2 separate regions of the Mus musculus genome follow, and region 1 is linked to region 2. The links are chromatin contacts, called in public Hi-C maps. All regions are on one chromosome and are shown on one strand. The core of a region is the stretch at or near the end of the contact, and the rest is flanking DNA. Distances in the headings are between cores, read along the strand shown.

Region 1 (3,109 bases), core at 10-2,509, 220 kb after region 2:
TTGGAGAACCTGGGACAGGCAAAATATGAATGGGAGTTGTGTGCATTTTTGTAAATAGCAATATATATTTTATACATATACATATATATGTAAAACCTATTGGGGGATGACTTTGTGTGCTGTGTATTCTTATGCTGATTTCTATGCCCAGATATCTGATTGCATTCCAGATGTTGACATAGTCAAACATCTCCAGTCTCAATGTTATGTAAAAAGTGTCTTGCATCACCTCTAAGAGCTGAGCAGAAGAAGAGAATAAGGCAAGACTTCCAATCCCAGTGAGGAACTTCCAAGAGAAAAGGACTACAAGGACTAGAACAAAGTGTGGAGGATTGGCCATGATGTCTCCGTGAGAGAGCAGCCATAAGGACACATGTGGACCGGAGCAAGCCAGCGCAAGATCAGATGGCAAGGAATGGGGTATGTGTCTGGGAGTAGGCAGGCAGCCTAGGCAGATTAGAATAGCTCAGAACTTGCCCAGCTTGCAGCTTGTTAATAAAAAATACCAGGTCTCTGTGTCGTTTATTTGGAAGCTGAAATGGGCTAGAATGGATGCAGAAATAATCCTGTCAAATAATGCTGTAAAACATTAGTTTTACATCAACTGGACCTCAAAATGAACTAAATGCAAATACACAAAGTAAATGCCCTTTCTAGGCAAGCATTCCCTGGGTACCCTGAACAGACCTATCCTCTTTGATGTATACATATTAGCCGTGACTAATTTTTTTTTCTCATACATCACAAACTCCCCAACTCACCTAGACACCAGCTAACCTGTGAGCTCTTCAAAGGTGAGGTTCTGTTTCTTTCATTCTTGTCCACCCAGCATATCACGTAGAGCCTGGCATGTGGCAAGCATCCAGTGCATGGAAAATAGCAGTCAGGGGAAGTGAGATCATCCAGCCAAGTGTATGGTCTCAGCACTCTGGAAAGAGGAATTGACTGGAACCCCCATAGAACCCTGGGAGTATAAAGAGGAAGTGAGAAGGAAGAAAATACAGTAAGAGTTGCAGAAAAGATGCACCTGACCCAGTGAGGACAAAGGGGTGAAACGGGATCTGTGGGTCAGTGTTGATCAGGACAAATGTGAAAGGCAAACTGAAGAAATAGCAAAAATTGAACTCGAAGCTAAGACCTTAAAAGGCAGGGCTCAGCACTGCAGATTCAGGCCTAGAGCCCAGTGACAAGACAGCAGAGGGCACAGGAAAGACCTGCACTGGAAGAGACCCTTGTTTGCAATGAGCCACTCCCACGTTTGATGTGTTGCTTTCTGTTCTTTTGTCCTCTTTGTCTGCAGTCACACAGAGGCTGTAGACAGATCCACTCTAGGTTCAGGTTATATTTTTTTCCCCAGCAAAATTAATTCCAGATTCTCTGAGCAGTGAGTCTGACCCAGTAGCCAGACCATCCCCACCCTCAACAAGGCTAGGACTCTCTTTGAGAGTGAGTAGCTTTGCATACCCTTATTGTGATTCATGAGATTATATTCCCTTGTTTACTTGGGTTGATCACCAAAGCTGCACAATAGACTTTATTTTAAAGGTTAGCACTAGCCTAGGTAAATATGAAGCAAAACAAGTCAGGGGTTTGCCTCAAAATATCGTAAAGGAAAGACATTTTGGCATGTATTAATGAGTCAGATGGGTTCTGTACTGTTCATTTTTAAAGCTAGGTGTGGAGTGCACACAGCGGGTTTATCATCTTCTCTGCGTTTTTTTCTGCACATGCTTAAAATCTGCTATAATAAAATGTTAATAAAAACAGCATGTTCTGTTTTAAGTGCTGACCTAGAATTTTAGGTAGCCAAGGATCAGATCTTAATGGGCTTACATTTATCTATGAAGAGGCTTTTTAGCTTTTTCCCATCATCAGCTTGATAAGATGAATTATTCTGGGGCACCATAACCTCTTTTTAATTGGTCTCTCTGAATAATAGGATTGCTGTCTATCTTTCCTTTCATATTCCTTTCCAAATTTTCAGACTTTTTTCACATGAGTGACTATTTTCTTTAACATTAGGAAAACCAACAAATCTGTTATCAGTAAATAAGTATTACTAAGAAATATTTATTATCCATATGGACTCACTGAGCTTTCATCTACACGATGGATTTATCTCATATTTAATGTGAAAAATGATTTGAAATTTTACAGATGGCAAGAAGGTATGTATTTCTGTCCCCTAATGAATAACAAAATAACGGGTAAAACTTGGAAGTTTGGGAGGTCTGAGGAGCAGTCATCCGGAATGGAATGTACTTCGAGTTAAAGAGACTTCTTCCTAAGAGATGGGACAGCTGAATAAAAACATTAAAAACCTGAATAGATGCAAGGATGTGTTTGCGGAGGGAAATGTTTATGCCATTACCTCAGTCCTGAATGTCACTAGCAAATACTGCAAAGTAATGAAGGAGGCCATTAAAGTAGGGACGGAAAACCATCCTCCAATGTTTCAGGAGACACTCTGACATCTTAATTATATTCTGCCACCTAGTGACTGAGGAAGATGAACGTACTTGCTTAGCCAGGCTCCAAGTGCACACACAGGGCAGTCCTGCACCTCTTGGTTTCAAGAGTCCTGGCCTGACCCACAGGGATTGGGCGTGGGGTGAGAGTGATTCTATCAGCACTGGTGTGCCTCGACTGCCATCTGCTCACTACTCCTACTACAACTGTAAAGGAACCTACAGATATGGCTGAAGCTGCAAAGCTCTCTATTGCTCCCAGACCAAGGAGCTGGAAGTCCTCTCTCCATCGAAGCACAGCTCCCCAGCCCAGGGCTTCCTCAAGCTCTTTGTAGAGGGCTGTCAGGTTCAACAAACTAAACTAATTTCCATTTGGGTATTTTTAATTCCAAAGTTCCATGATCAGGATAAAGTAAATGTAGTGACTGCAACCAGTAAGATGGGCCAAAGTTTACTCCCAAGTCCTTGAGATCTCACAAGTCTGGACGTGGGAACTGGTATGAATAACCCCCCACATGCCCCATGAAAAATAAAGCAGTGCTTTGAAGTCACATCCTCTGGCATAGCACAATTTCTCTTCCCTTTGATGATGAGGCCCATAATGCATTGCAGTGGTTTTTCCTAGGCTTGACCTCAGCATT
Region 2 (3,081 bases), core at 98-2,597:
CACAAAGTACTCTTGCAGAGGACCTGAGGTGGGTTCCCAGAACTCATATCAGATAGCTCACAATTACCTGTAACTCCATCTCCAGGGGTTCTAACACCTCTGGTCTTCTCAGGCACCTACTCATGTGCATATACCCCCACACAGACATATATGCATACTTGATTTAGAAAGTATGGGTTCCAATACATGGTCCATGATTTTTAACCATGAGATTAAAAGACAATGCAAGCAAAAGGACAACACCAGGGAACTGGACACTGGCATTTGAAACACTACTGTAGGGTGATTTGTAGCCGTCACTTTCTGACTCTAAGGCTATTTTATTATCATGATTAAAAAACCGTTAAGATTATTATCATTACTATCATCATTATTTAACTGGGACTACAAATATCTCAAGTTCATGCCCTAACCAAAAAAATAGTAAAGGCCAGATTTTCTGTTCAAGCTATTTGTGGCATTCTCCTGAAGACAGCAACTTTGTAAAGATTCAGTTGAGAGCATCTTCACTCTGGATTTTGCTAGCCATCACTGAGACTCAGGCGTGGTCCACAGATACTCACACTCATGTTGTTCGTAGGGTGGGTAGCTCAGGCGTACAGAGATCAGGATCAGGAAGATAAAGAGAGGCCAGGCCACTTCCAGTAACAGCTGACACTGAACAGAAAATAAAACACAAGATCGTGAATTTTAAATGATAACATGGTAGCCAGCTACTACTGGACTGAGAAACCCACAGAGCAATTCAGCAATTGACTGACTTCTGGCACTTCTGACTCCCTTCACTCTCCAAACTTGAAGTGCATTGAATTGTGGGTGGTATCCTGTAACATCCCATTCCACACCTGTGTCTTTAAGGCTCCCTTCTACCCAGGTTTCAAGACTCAGCCATGCTTCTTTCTGCCTGAGCTAGGAAGTCCTCCTGTGCTCACATTCCCACAAACCTAAACAGTTCCTCTCTCACATCTCCCCCAAGCCCGAGATGATCTGCTTCAGTCACTGGCTCCCACATAGCACTCTTAATTAACATCTATCTCAACAGGGACACATTTCATTGTAGAGTACAGTCTTATTAATTGCGATCTGTCATGGTCTCTTGGTATTCCCCCTTCTATGACGAGATCAGAAGTAAACTCTCTCTGGGTAACTGGTACTTTAGAGTATTAGGGGCATTTGGGCTTTTTGTTTTGTTTTGTTTTGTTTTTTGTTTGTTTTTTTAACCATGTTTGTTTTTCCTAGTTTAAATAAGGAACTTTGAATTTTCTAAGAACTTTGGTATGACTTTACATCAAGCTCATTTTGGGATCTTCAGGGAGGAACTGAAACAAGATAGTAGCTATGCATGTTCCAGAACAAAAACATGAAGTTTTTATACTTCCTTCGGTTCGTGAACCCCTACTACCACAAACTATAAAGAGTAGTTTATACAAAGAGCACATTAAAAGAGAAAATGGCAAGGACCAGGGAAGAAAAGACGAATCTTACTAAAGATGTCTGTAAATAATCCCAAAGAAGGAACAAAACCTCTACGTTTGCAAACAACACTCAGCCTCTTCTCTTTTCCTTCATAGAAAATAGATTTACTACTCCTTTGGGAGAGGGTGATGGGCACGGATTGCAAACCATGACACCATACAATTTTTATTGTCCCTTACACCTCTGTAAACTGCTCAGGGGCAGGAGTCGGGGATGACTTTCTACCAGAGAACACAGCCTGGATTTCCTGAACACTGAAAATAACTTCTCTACCAGTAAGGCTGGAGCCCTTCCTCTGAGATCCAGGTATGCTGTGCCTTTATCAGCCTGTGGCACAAGAGCTGTGTTTACATATGAGGCTCTCCCTTCTGTTACTGTGTTCTCAGCAAATCCGCAACATGGTTAAGGGCTAAGCATGACACGGTAAGCATATATTGGGTAAGAGAGTGAACTGAAGCTTTCAAAATCAGAAAGACAGAAACAAAAATCGGCTGACCCCTCTGGGAAAGAAGTTTGGCAATATGCATTCAAAAGGCACATTTACCCCTTTGAACAACTGTCATCCTCCTGAGAATTCATCCGAAGGAGCAAACTAAATAAGAAAACAACTCAATCCCCAAAAGCCGTATACATGATTTGAAGTGCTATAACTGTAAAGTGTTGTAAACAAATAACTCAATCACACAACAAAGGAAAAATGGTTACATAAGCATACATCTAATGGGCAATAATAGATTACTTGGTTATTACAGCAACATTTATGAAACCCAGCTTTCACTATCCAAGAACACAGGACACAGAACCCAATACATTCTAAGCCTGCATCTTTATAAAACCACTCGCACACATTGCTAAGCAAACATAGAAATAAAGCTTTCTATAATGACATGGCTGTGATGAATTACAGAATAATGAAGCCTGAAAAGTATAAAACTGAACAGAGAATATACAGGAAGTCATTCATCTTGACACTCCGAAGCCACTATTTCAACTAACAGGATAAATCGGAGCTACCATTTAGGGAGAGCTCCATATGTACTGGGCTCATTTTACACAGTTGACTTCCATTAATCCTCAGAACATCATTGTGGGCATGGAACCATTATTCTTCCCATTTTATACTGAAAAGTCTACTGCTTAAGGAACGGCCAGCCACAGCACTAGTCAGAGCAGAGCCAAGACCGGCAGCCAGCTGTACTTGATTCCAGAGGTCACATGAAATTCTATTTGACAAAGACAAGCATCTCCGGTAGGAAACAAATAAAATCTCCCTACGCAGCATGGACTAAAAATGTCTACAGGTTCCACAGACACAAGATAAACTAACACCCTGCAGACAGGTAGCCGTTATAGCGAATACTGAACATCTATAGACACTTAGTGATTTGTGTGCCTCTTGTTCCCAACAGTTCGCTCACAAAGGCTGCAATAGTACTATTTTTATAAATGATGATTGGAGGACCAGAAAAATTATGAGCCATTGGAACCCCAATCTTAATGTCTAAATCTGTGCAGTACCCACCAGGCTGCCTCTCACAGTGCTATGCTAGAGACACATGCCTTCTACCTCATCACATATCCGACCCAGTAAAGCAAGCCTTGTGT

What was found. A called contact is a pair of places that touch in the nucleus more often than the background predicts.
Region 1: a Hi-C map of bone marrow-derived macrophages shows a contact between it and region 2, with 34 read pairs. The contact joins two enhancer-like sites. A contact is called at or near these places in 1 of 15 datasets of contacts at CTCF or cohesin (large pre-B cells), 22 of 484 Hi-C or Micro-C datasets (the AML12 cell line, the G1E-ER4 cell line, the HPC-7 cell line and 12 more), 12 of 115 datasets of contacts at active chromatin or transcription factors (bone marrow-derived macrophages, embryonic stem cells, hepatocytes and 5 more) and 2 of 9 other capture datasets (bone marrow-derived macrophages and embryonic stem cells).

What each region holds. Positions count from the first base shown.
Region 1 is chr4:53,352,647-53,355,755 of GRCm38.p6, forward strand. All of the region lies in intron 2 of Gm12496 (a long non-coding RNA gene), which reads right to left. Among named protein-coding and RNA genes, the nearest start is that of Gm52737, 27 kb to the left of the region's middle. Within about 2 kb of position 1,260, at least 55 of the 459 cell types and tissues checked have an H3K27ac peak or open chromatin away from gene starts, as enhancers often do. A contact at or near this core is called in bone marrow-derived macrophages and microglia, where this site is marked.
Region 2 is chr4:53,132,359-53,135,439 of GRCm38.p6, forward strand. Abca1 (ATP-binding cassette, sub-family A (ABC1), member 1) reads right to left here. Exons shown (of 50, transcript NM_013454.3): 3 at 564-657. Among named protein-coding and RNA genes, the nearest start is that of Abca1, 26 kb to the right of the region's middle. Within about 2 kb of position 1,348, at least 14 of the 459 cell types and tissues checked have an H3K27ac peak or open chromatin away from gene starts, as enhancers often do. A contact at or near this core is called in bone marrow-derived macrophages and microglia, where this site is marked.